Linked DNA regions of Sus scrofa: regions 2, 3 and 4 are each linked to region 1. The links are chromatin contacts, called in public Hi-C and promoter capture Hi-C maps. All regions are on one chromosome and are shown on one strand. Each heading gives the region's core, a stretch centred on a gene start, on an enhancer-like site or on the middle of the called end of the contact. The rest is flanking DNA. Distances are from core to core; before and after follow the strand shown.

Region 1 (2,818 bases), core at 262-2,761:
CTTCTCATAGTATTCAGAGCTTTACACAAGTTGTTTTGAACTAATACTGAAGGAACGACCTAGGGGACATATATTCATCCAAGACACGCTGGACTTCCGTTAGAAGGTTTTGGTCCAAGTGCTGGCTCTGTCCAGACGATGTTGGATAAATTCTCTGATCTTATTTGCCTTTATTTGAAGATTAAAAAACAAAAACAAAAACAAAACAAAACTGGATGTCTGCAGTAGATTCTTACTTTGGGAACCTCCCAATAAACTATGCCACCTTTCCCCAAATCACGCTACTCTAATCTTAGAGAGGAGACTGGGAGGGAGGGGAAGACCCTGAAGCCTGCAGGGAGCTCTCCAGGCCAGGATGCGAGCGCTCCCAACCAACCCACACCGGTGTGGGTGTGCACGCAGCGCTCAGCGACCACTGGTGCGACTGGAGCAAACTGGCAAAATGTGAAGCTCAGCAGCTGGGATGGCCTTGAATGCCAATACCACTTGAAGGAATACCTTATAAATTATCTTAATTACCACGCAGACCTTACTGTAACCCAGGCACAGCCCTATGCGCTCTCCTAGAGCAAATATTCCTTAAATACCTTTCAGTGTGTGTCTCTCTTGCCTTTATTTAACATGCATCCCTTGAAAGCGTGGGAAACAGTTCACAGCGCTCCTCTGTCGCTCCCCCCTCTACTTTTTGTATCTAATTAGAACTTGTAACAAGTGCTTATTTTTCGGTGCTTGTAGAGGTGGGGCAAGAGAGAGGGTGCTAAGCTCGCCTGGGGCCAAGAGCAATATTTATAAGTATTTACCTTCAGTTCAATCTAAACCCATCATTCTCAAACTTGGCTGCCCAGAGGAACCACCCTGGGAGCTTTAAAAACTAATACTGGGAGTTCCAGTCGTGGCTCAGTGGTTAACGAATCCAACTAGGAACACTGAGGTTGTGGGTTCGATCCCTGGCCTTGCTCAGTGGGTCAAGGATCCGGCGTTGCCATGAGCTGTGGTGTAGGTCGCAGACGCGGCTCGGATCCTGCGTTGCTGTGGCTGTGGCGTAGGCCAGCGGCTACAGCTCCGATTCGACCCCTAGCCTGGGAACCTCCATATGCGGGGGAGCAGCCCAAGAAACGGCAAAAAGGCAATAAAATAAAATAAAACAACAACAACAACAACAACAAAACCCTAATATTGTTTGGATGTCAGCCCAGAGTCTGATTTAATTGATCTAGGTTGTGGCCTGGGCATCTGGATATTTTTAAAACTCCCTAGACTACTCCTAGATTAAAAAGTACAGCGATAAATCTCTCATTCCTCTTTTCACTCTGAAAAAGTTAGATTCGCAGCCCGGGTCGGTGGCCAGGAGACCTGGCGCCCGGTGCCCGTCCTTTTGCAGCTTGCCAGCGCTGCACAGTCCCAGAAAATCTGCGCGCGCGACGACGCTAAACACGCGGCGGCGGGGCGGGCGGGGCCGCGTGGGCCCCGCCCCCGCACGCCTATCGGCGCGCGGTGCGGGCCCTGACGTCACTCTTGTCAGGCCGCGGCACATGGGCGGCCGGATGCGCTGAGCCGGGCGCTGCGGGGCCGCTGCGCGCTGGGGAGCAGCGGCCGCCGGCGCGGGGAGGGGGGTGGGGTGGGAAGGCGCGCGGCCTCCGAGCTCGCGCAACCGGGCCGGGACGGCGCGGTTCCTTCCGCTCTCTGCAGCTGTCTGCATTTTTTTTTTTTCCTGCCTTTTTCGCAATTTTGAACATTTTGCAAGACGAGAGGTTCGAGGCAGGTGAGAGCATCCTGCGCGTCGCCCAGGAGCCCGCGGCCACTTGGCGCGCTCTCCAGGGATCATCTGCACTGGGAACCTGAAAGTTTTTTGTTTTTATATTTTTACGTAGATGTATTTATAAAGACACAAGTATTTTTTTTTTCTTCCCCTTTCTCCACCGCCTCGAAAGCGAGTACTTTTGGCAAAGGACGGAGGAAAAAGCTCAGCAACATTTTGGGGGGCGGCTGGGTTTTTTGTTATTTTTTTTTTAAGAAAAAGATTCGAGTGCATCGCGATGGAGAAAATGTCCCGACCGCTCCCCCTGAATCCCACCTTTATCCCACCTCCCTACGGCGTGCTCAGGTCCTTGCTGGAGAACCCGCTGAAGCTCCCCCTTCATCACGAAGACGGTGAGCGCTGCCCTCCTGGCTGCCCCACTCTGGGAAAGAACTACGCTCCTGGGCCGGGCACCCCCGCTGGAGCATCCGTCCCTTCCATCCCTGCCGCCGGCACCCCCGCCCTGCTTTGATGAAATTGAAGAGCTCACCCATCACCCCACCCCTCCTTCTCAAAGAGGGGGGACCCCCTCTCCGAACCGCGTTTAAAATAGCGTTGGAGACCGGCCCGGCCTCCCCGCGTCCAGCTCGGGAGGCTCAGGTGGGAGATAGAACTTGACAGGTCAGGGTTCCCTAGATTGAGGCTCAGCCGCACACAGAGTGAAACTGCCTGCGAGGGCAGAGCTTCGCCGGCTGCGGAGAGAAACCAGAGGGAAGGCTTCCACTCGGGTGGGGGCTCGAGCCAGGGGAGGGGGGAGCCCTAATGCGGAGCCTTGGTATTGGAATCGTGCTTATTGCTGCTGTTAGTAGTTGTTTGGAACTCCCGAGGTGAGGTCGGGCAGGGTGCTTCAGAAAGGAGGATGGTGGCTGGGGCTGGCCGGGGGTGGGGGTGGGGGTGGGGGGGTGGGGGAGTGGTCTCTGGGCGGCTTCAGCGCACTGCCTCCAACGCTGTCACCTTCCCTGTGCACTTTTCCTGGTGGGAGGGGAGAGCAGAGCAGGCTCACGTGTAACCGCGCAGGAG
Region 2 (2,990 bases), core at 34-2,533, 450 kb after region 1:
AAAACAGAAGCAGCTTTAAACTGAATAAAGCAGAAACTTACCTGTGCTGCCAAGTCTGACTTTAGTTTTCTTCTTGGAAACTGGCATAAATGTAGAGTTTTCCATCAACTTCAAGTCTTTCAAGTACAGAAGGAGAAACATTACAATACAATAATGCAAAACAAGTGGAAACTTTTATAAACATTTACTTTGATAGGCACTGTGGAAACATGTTCTATGTTTACTTTATGTGGTCAATTGTAACTACTTACACAAATCTTACCCCATTTTACAGATTAGGAAACATGGGTTCCCAGAGTTTGCTGGCACCCGGGTGGTGTCAAACGGACTGTTTCCTTTATTTAAACCAAAGTACAGTCTGGTGCTAAGAAACAGTGATACCAAAGGTAACAGAGATAACACACAAAGAAAGGTCTTTGGGTTGCAAAAGATCTAAATTATGCAAGCTGCAGAAATACTGGATGGACATCATGATACCTCTTAGATCATCTTCCACCCTCCAGGTGCCAATGTACCACTATGGATTCGATTTTTTAATTCTTTTTTGGGAAGTTTTTTTTTTTTTTTTTTTTTTTTCTTTTTAGGGCTTCACTCGAGGCATATGGAAGTTCCCAGGCTAGAGGAACAGTTCCCCACATACTACACCACAGCTTATGGCAACGCCAGACCCGTTAACTCTTTACTGCTGAGCCACAAAAGGAACTCCCTTTAATCCTTTTTTTTTTTTTTTTTTTTTTTTTTTTTTGGTGTCATGGACTTTGGCCTTCTGGGGAATCTCATGGATCCCTTCTCAGAAAAAATGTTTTAAAGTGCATAACAAAAAAATAGAATATTTTTCTTGTATCTGATCCCTGAGGTTTTCAAGTATTTCTGCTCTATCCATCTCACCTCCCACTTCTACCAAACTGTTTTTCTGAAAGGAAAAGATTTTCCTTCAGAGAAGTTAAAGGAGAGATACCCAAGCAGCATTGGAGTGTGTCGGGTTGGGGAGGAGATATTTCTGAGATGACATTAGTGTCTTCCTTTTCCCTTTCGTCTAAGCCTCTCCACTTCCTGGCGTTTTCATCGTTCCCCAGAGCAAGTCCATCGTTTCTCTAGTTTTACTTCTTTTCCTTCCTCCCCCAAGTCTTGCTTAGCCCTGTGCAATTTTCCAAGCCAGGCTTCTCACCGGCCCCGCCTCCTTTTAGGTTCCTCCTCCCAAATCCCGCCTTTCTCCAGTCACTTTTCAGTTCCCTGCCAATCAGGCTGGGTCACCCTCTCGCCCCGCCCCCGAACACGAACCTAGCCTGTCCCCAGCCTTTCCTGCAGGCTGAGGGGCAGCTGCTGCGGAAGAATGGACCCTGGGGCTGGCTGCTTCTCCGAGGAGCAGTTCCGGGAGGCCTGCGCTGAGCTCCAGCACCCTTCACTTTCCGGGGCCAAATGGGAGCTGCTGGTGGAGACGTTGGGCATCAGCATCTACCGGCAGCTGGATCAGGTAGCTGTCAGCCCGCTGGAGGACTAAGGGGCACCAGCACATGGGGCCCACTGTCCGCGGGGAGTGAGGGGCTGCAGCCAGCAGTCCGAAGGTCTTCTGAAGTTGGGAGGAGCTAGCCTCGGGGTGCCTCCTGCTGACTTTGTCCCCTGCGGTCCCAGTCGCGGTGATTGAGGAGGTCATCTGAATTTAGTCTCAGGTCTGAGGCCAGACAGGGCAAGTGGTTTGTTAGAAGTTAATAACAGAGTAAAAAAGCGGATGAGCTGATTTTTAGCTTCATGCATTTATCTGCAGAGGATGTGGAGTCCATGAGCTGGGTTGATGCTGGTGGTGTGTGTGGCTGGGTATATTTTAGGACTGAATACAGGTAGAAAAGAGACTGGACTTTTCAGAGAGTGGGTGTGCACGGCTACATGTGTGGAGGGAGGTGCGTTGCTGAGAAGGGATCTACTGTCAGCTCTAGTCATTTTAATAACTTGCTTCATTTGGCTGCTGCCCCCTCCCTTGTAAACGGCCCTTCCTAACTTTAGTCTGAAGCTTCTGGAAGAAAGATTAACTAAAAGCGTAGGAGGAATGGTGTTGGGGGCCTGCTTGGAGGCCTTTGGAGCCAAGTAGCTAGACAAGAGGAATGATGGCCAGTCACCAGATGCTCTGTGTGCTAGGAGCTGCTTGGCAAGTGGGATAAAAGTCAACTTTGGGCAGAGTGAGTGAAGTCAAGGTTTTCTGGCAGGGGACCAGAGTGCTGAAGTGTTGGAGAAGGGAGGAGCTCTGAATGTCTGTGAGCACCAAGGCCGCTGTGTATAAGCGGACGAGCAGGAAGCTTATAATGTACAGCAGGTAGAATTAATTTCCAAATGTCCTTCCAACAGTTACCTTGATGCAAAAATGGACATGTTTTCAGACCACATCCTTGTATCTTCTGACCATTCCATTTTCTGCACCAGCCATGCCCAGACATTTGCCAAGTGTTGTCAGTTCTCTGCTCAGATGTGTCTGAACTTGTTTCCCATCCTTTTCTTTTCTTTACCTTTGCCACTTTGGGTGACACCTCTCACCTACAATTGCTGTGACCTCTTAACTAGCTTCTTGGCCGTCTACTTCCCTAATCCCTTCCATCTTACAAACACAGTCCAATCAAGCAGCAGAGAGAGAGGGGCTGTGATCCTATCAGTTCTCTTCCAGTGGCCTGTTGATTGCAGAATTATTAATAATAATAACTACTATAGTAGATAATGTATTGTATGCTCTGTTAGGTTTCAGGCATTGTTTACATGCTTTGCAGGCATTGATGTACTCAATTCTCACATCAGCCCTAATGTAACGTACTAAGATTGTCACTTTTTTGCCTATATGGAAATGAAGTTGTGGAAAACTTGATTGCTGGAGACTCAAACTTGGATTGGAATGTGGCTGTCTCGCTCCAGACCTGTGCTGTAAATATGCTCCTGCACTGACTCTGAAAGAGGGCAAGTGCTGCAGGTGGAGTACGCATGTAGAGCTACACTGGTCCAGCTTTATC
Region 3 (2,718 bases), core at 148-2,647, 310 kb before region 1:
CCTAGATAATGACGCTGATGCCCACTGAATTTTGCAAACAACTGCACTAGAGTGTCTGATCTAAAAGATAAGGACTTTACAGTTACCTATTAATAAGGGAGAAACGCCTCGCAGTCCTAATTCGCACTCGTGATAGATAAAAAGTTACTCCCAGGTGAAGTATGAGCAGCAAGCATACTCCCATTCTGTCAACCTTTGCACAGAAACTATAGTGGTTTACAGAAGGAATATAATAACATAAATTACATTTGAAAAACTGGCACGTGTGTGAGCAGGAGGAGCATAAAGCAGATTGCCAAATACCAGAGTATAGGCTGCAAGCCTTTTCGATGGTGTAGCTGAGATTGAGAGATTTCACTGGGCAGTGGGGTATAGGCACGGTCACTCCAAGAGCTTAGGTTCCACTGGTAGCTTTGTCACTAACTTCTTTGGGGACCTTGGGCAACTAAGTCACTTTTTAAGGCCTGTTTCCTGTTTGGTGGATAATCTCGGACATCCCTCCAACACTACACGGTGAAGCATCGCTGTATAGGGATCTGCCCTGCACCTCTGCCCCTCCCGATGGGCCGCCCAGCGGGCAGCGCCGGCCCTACCTGGCAATAGAGCCGGTAAAGGGGCACGGCGGCGTAGGACGCCCCCAGCATGCCCACGGCCGCAGCGGCCACGTACGTGAGGACCGTCTTGTTCCGCCGCCGCCAATCCTCCTCCTGCTCGCGCGTGAAGGGGTTCGTACTCTTCGGCCGCCGGAGCGGCTGCACTGCCAGGCTTGGACGCCTCCATGTCCCCAACCTCCTTAGTCCCCTCTCAGCACCTCCTGTGCCGCTCCTGCCGTGCCCGAGATACGGCTCTATCCTCTCCGCGGCCCTGGTCGGGGCCCCAAGGTGGCTCCAGGGCCAGCCGCAGAAAGCGACGCGGCTCCATCCTAGACGCCAGAGCCCTCCCATAGCCCCGGAACAGAACTCCCGCCTGTCAGGGGCAAGAAGCCAGATCTCGCGAGGCCTGCTCTATCTCGCGATCTCTGGGTCGAGCCTGCCGCTGCCTTGGCTACCAGGCTCCTCTGGTGGTGGCGCTTGTAGTCGGGCTACGGAGGCCGGGTTGCCGGGCGCCGGGTAAGTTCGCGTTTTGCTTCGTGACTGTTCCTCCTACTTTGCCTCTTTCCTGTACCTACCTAACTTACTTTTAGGAAAACGGCGTGCGTTCCTCCGCGTGCAAGCCCATCATCCCACGGCTTTGGGTCAGTGATCTTCCTAACCTCCATCAGCCTTTGTCTCGACCTGGTGGCCCCAAGAGACTGCTGTCCCGCGCGCGGTCCTTTGAAGGGGGTACCCTGGTTGCAGGTCCGCTCTCACTGCCCTGGACTCGGGCTCTAGGCTCACCTCTCCCAGGAAGGCTTCCGGTGTTTTAACCACAGACCACTGGAACACTCACGCATCTACACTTCCTCAGTCCTTGGGAATCGGCTTCTACTGCTCTGATGTCCCTAAACCGATTGCCCAGTGAAAATTAACCAGTTCAGGGGCGGGAGGGACGTTGTCAAACTTGGTTTTAAAAGCATAGTGACCGGATATGAGGATCATGTAAAGAAGGGTTGAAAGAAATGGGGATGTTTATCTTGGAAAAGAAGCGCATGGAGGATGTAAATAATAGCTTTCTTCAGTTGTCCTACAGGACAAACTAGGATCTGAGTGGCGCGCACCGCGCAGCTGATTTTGTTGTAATGGAAGGAAGCATCTTTCAAGGAACTATGTAAAATAGTGGTTAAGAGCTGAGATTCTGAAGTTGCACCGGTGTGGATTCATACCTGGGCTCTCTCTATGACCCTGTGTCCCTAGGGCAGTTATATGACCTCTTTAAAATCATGGCAGTAAGTAAGAATATGCATGTAAAGTGATTTTCACAGGTAAACATTTATTTAGTAGGCTTTGCTGTAGATGTGCCGAGCAGATGTAAGTATCCCCACTTTATGGATGAGGAAGCTGAAGTCCCCAGAAGTTAAATGACTTGGACTGATACAGCATCTTATTTATTCTACTCTCTTGTGGGCCAGACATTATTCAACCTACTGGGGCTACAGCACAGGGAAAGTCAAAGAAGATCACTTCAGTTATGGAGTGTGTCCTTTCTCCAAGGGACTTTCAAGCAAATAACAGATACATAAATAAGGGAATTTCAGATAACAATCAATACAGTGTAATTGACAAACAAAACGAGGGAAAGTAAGGGAAGGTCTTTCTGAGGATTTGACATTTGAGCCTAGTCCTGAGTGATGATAAGGAGCAGGCTACACAATGACAATTCCAAGCCATGCAGAGGCCCCAGACAAGCAAGAGTTGGTTACCACTGAAGAACAAAAAGACCAGTGTGTTCCTACCATTGTGAGCAGGCAGGAAAAGTGGTAGGAAATGGGCCAGAGCAGGTATACAGGGACCAGATAATAACAGCCTTTTAAGCCATGTCCAAGAGTTTGGATTTTATTCTAAGAGTCATTGGAAACATTGTAAATCAACTATAATTTTAAAAAATAAAGAAGTAATAAGCTGTCAGAGTTTGAAGCATACAATGATATCTGATTCACACTTTTTATTTTTATTTATTTATTTTTTTCCTTTGTTAGGGTCTTACCTGCAGCATATGGAAGTTCCCAGGCTAGGGGTCAAATCAGAGCTGTAGCTGCTGGCCACCACAGCAACGCCAGATCTGAGTCTCATCTGTGATCTA
Region 4 (2,767 bases), core at 23-2,522, 380 kb before region 1:
TCTAGATTTTAGAATCCCAGGTATCAGCTCACATAGGACAAGAAAAATTTGAAATAACATAATTAGAGCAAAAAAAACCAAGTTAGAGGAGTTCCCGCCATGGCGCAGTGGTTAACAAATCCAACTAGGAACCTTGAGGTTGCGGGTTCGATCCCTGGCCTTGCTCAGTGGGTTAAGGATCCAGCGTTGCCATGAGCTGTGGTGTAGGTCACAGACTCAACTTGGATCCCGAGTTGCTGTGGCTCTGGCATAGGCTGATGGCTACAACTCCGATTAGACCCCTAGCCTGGGAACCTCCATATGCCGAGGGACGCGGCCCTACAAAAAGGCAAAAAGACGACAAACACACACACACACACACAAACCAAGTTAGAGCCTTGGCACACAATGTAATTGGTTTGATTTCTAATTTTATTTTTTGCCTTTTTTTTTTTTTTTGTGGCTAGGAATCGAATCCCACACCACAACAGAAACCAGAGCCACACCAGTTGACAACGCAAGATCCCTAAATCACTGAGCCACCAGGAAACTCCCTGTTTCAAAATATATGACTAAGGACATAAGCTATATCAAGCTCTCCTGTTCCCATTCCCAGGATCCAAGAAGAGCTTGTAGAAGTGGGCCTAAGTTGACCACAGAAAGCAAGATCTGAAGGCACTGGGAGCTCATCTTAAGCTAACTGCCATCACCTTGGAGACACCCCACTTTCAGGCAGGCTCTGGCTTCGAGGGAGATTGTTATCAACGCTAATCAAATGTTAATCGAATGCACAAGAAAAGGAAATAAACTCTTCTTCTGAAAGAAGAGGTAGAATTTCTCCAGCTCGGATTTACATTTCAAAGCAGTCCTAAGGCCAAACACTCCTTGCCAGAAGGAAAGCCCCTCTCTTCTCAGTTTCGCTGGAAAACAGCTCCTTGGAAGAACCAAGATCTCCTTGGCGGCGCCCCGACGTCCCTCAGGAAATGGGGGCGAGACCTAGGATGCCGGCTCCCGGGAGATCTCTCAATTGAAGCCGGTCCCGCCTCCTGTCCATCACCTGCAGCTTTAAAGGGCAAGGGACACACCTTCCCTCCCCAATCTCTGGGGCGGGTAAATAAGTGGGGGGGGATGGGGTAAGTAGTTCTAGTTACTCGATTCGCTCAGTGGTTAAATATTTATTTTGTGGGTGCCAGGCACTGACCTAAGCGGTTTACGTGGTTAACGCTCACAGTAACCTCAGACGTGTGTTAACCCCGTATTTCCGTCTCTAACCCTGGGAGCCGGAGGCGCAGAGAGCAGCGCCTCGCCACGTGGGCGGCAGGATCCGCGCCGGGGTCCCTCCGCCCCAGGCTGCCGCTCTCGGTGGGTTCCCCCCTTGGAGCGTGGCAGGTGCACGGACGCCTGCTCCCTCCGGTCCCCGCCTCCTCCGGCGCCCACGCCCCCGGGTCCCCGCCCCGCAGGACCCAGCCGGGAGCCGGCCACCCCACAGCGGCCTGGAAGCGCGGCCCGGAGGGAGGAGCCAGGGAGGGGCGGGTGGAGTCAGGAGCGACGGGAGCGACTGCGGCGGAGGCCGGGGCTGGCTCCCCGAGCTACCATGGCGTTCGGGAAGAGTCATCGGGACCCGTACGCGACCTCCGTGGGCCAGCTCATAGGTAAGCGGGACCCCTGAGGTTTTGGACCGGGGACCCTTGGCGCTGATTCCATTCCCGGCAGCGAAGAACCGCGCGGGTACGAGTGCAAGCAACTCCTCCTACGCGGCCTCCCCTCCCCGCCCCCGCAACTTTCTCAGGCCCCGCGCTCTTCCCGCCCTGCCAGACACCTGTCTCCAGTTAATCTCTTTCGAACCCCTCTTGCTCACCTCCTTACTTCTCTCCTATCAGTGCGTCCCGGCGTGGGGGTGTGTGGAAGCGGACAGGTGGACTTCAGGGATCCAGGTGTGGCGTGGCTGGGCCTCTACCGGGGCGCGTCAACTTCTGGGCCAGGGGAATCTCGTCAAAAAGTGCGTCCACCGGAGGGCCCAGGATTGTCATGTTTGTTTTTAAAGTTCCAGGAGGCTAAGTGCAGTGACCTCGCTTCCCTCTAGCTTCCAAACCCTTACAACTTTGAGTTACTTTTGGGCAGAAACAAAGAGTGAAAATGCTTAGCGCTGGAGTGAAGGAAGGGGGAGCCAGGTGAGCGCTGGGGTCACAAGGGGCCTTTCCAGGCCACTAGGGGCCATGCAGGTGTCTGCCTGACACCTTTCCCTCTCCAGGGGCTTGCTCAGAATGACGTACGCGGAAGCCAGAGTCGGTTCCTGGATTGTTTACCAACACCTGCTCCCTTCTCCCTCATCTCAGATGCCTCCCTTGGGAACCGGGTGTGGAACTAATGCTTATAGATGCCAAGCAAGTCATGATCACGTCAGGAGCTTAGTGAGGTGAGGAAATCATGAGAACCTAGCAGTTATCCTAAGGAGGCTCAGATTTGGACTGTTGGGACTGCAGCTCAGTTAACTGCTGACAAGAACACACGGCTCAACCTGAATCTTAGTTCTCACACCTTTAGAAGTGGATGGAGTGGAACTATTATAGAGGAGAAAATGCTTTCTAAACAGTTGCTACTGGCTCTATCCCTATTGGATATTAAAATGAGCCCTAAACAGAAACGGTTCCGGACTGCGTCTTCATAGGCTGATTTATTCTTTAAGGCTTTGAACATTGTCAGCTGTGTGCTAGACCTAGCCCAAGCAAAAGTTAGACCTGGTCTCACCCATCAGGGAACACGCAATCATGTAGAAAAGATGCACGCA

The links. Promoter capture Hi-C pulls out the DNA fragments that hold promoters and counts their contacts. A called contact is a pair of places that touch in the nucleus more often than the background predicts.
Region 2: a promoter capture Hi-C map of liver shows a contact between it and region 1, with 7 times the contacts expected there. The contact joins the promoter of PCTP here to the promoter of HLF in region 1. A contact is called at or near these places in 2 of 5 promoter capture datasets (both in liver) and 1 of 2 datasets of contacts at active chromatin or transcription factors (skeletal muscle).
Region 3: a contact with region 1 is called in a promoter capture Hi-C map of liver, with 4 times the contacts expected there. The contact joins the promoter of LOC100739396 here to the promoter of HLF in region 1. A contact is called at or near these places in 2 of 5 promoter capture datasets (fetal liver and liver) and 1 of 2 datasets of contacts at active chromatin or transcription factors (skeletal muscle).
Region 4: a Hi-C map of liver shows a contact between it and region 1, with 2.3 times the contacts expected there. The contact joins the promoter of TOM1L1 here to the promoter of HLF in region 1. A contact is called at or near these places in 1 of 47 Hi-C or Micro-C datasets (liver) and 1 of 2 datasets of contacts at active chromatin or transcription factors (skeletal muscle).

Annotation. Positions count from the first base shown.
Region 1 is chr12:31,587,826-31,590,643 of Sscrofa11.1, forward strand. HLF (hepatic leukemia factor) reads left to right here and starts at 1,512. Exons shown (of 4, transcript XM_021067250.1): 1 at 1,512-2,151. The coding sequence starts at 2,037.
Region 2 is chr12:32,042,558-32,045,547 of Sscrofa11.1, forward strand. PCTP (phosphatidylcholine transfer protein) reads left to right here and starts at 1,284. Exons shown (of 7, transcript XR_002337190.1): 1 at 1,284-1,474. It overlaps LOC102166553 (a long non-coding RNA gene), which reads right to left and starts at 1,205. Exons shown (of 3, transcript XR_306512.3): 1 at 959-1,205; 2 at 42-116.
Region 3 is chr12:31,276,453-31,279,170 of Sscrofa11.1, forward strand. It overlaps LOC100739396 (cytochrome c oxidase assembly protein COX11, mitochondrial), which reads right to left and starts at 1,398. Exons shown (of 4, transcript XM_003483022.4): 1 at 594-1,398. The coding sequence starts at 944. It overlaps STXBP4 (syntaxin-binding protein 4), which reads left to right and starts at 664. Exons shown (of 19, transcript XM_021067245.1): 1 at 664-1,109.
Region 4 is chr12:31,206,101-31,208,867 of Sscrofa11.1, forward strand. It overlaps TOM1L1 (TOM1-like protein 1), which reads left to right and starts at 1,273. Exons shown (of 16, transcript XM_021067247.1): 1 at 1,273-1,631. The coding sequence starts at 1,574.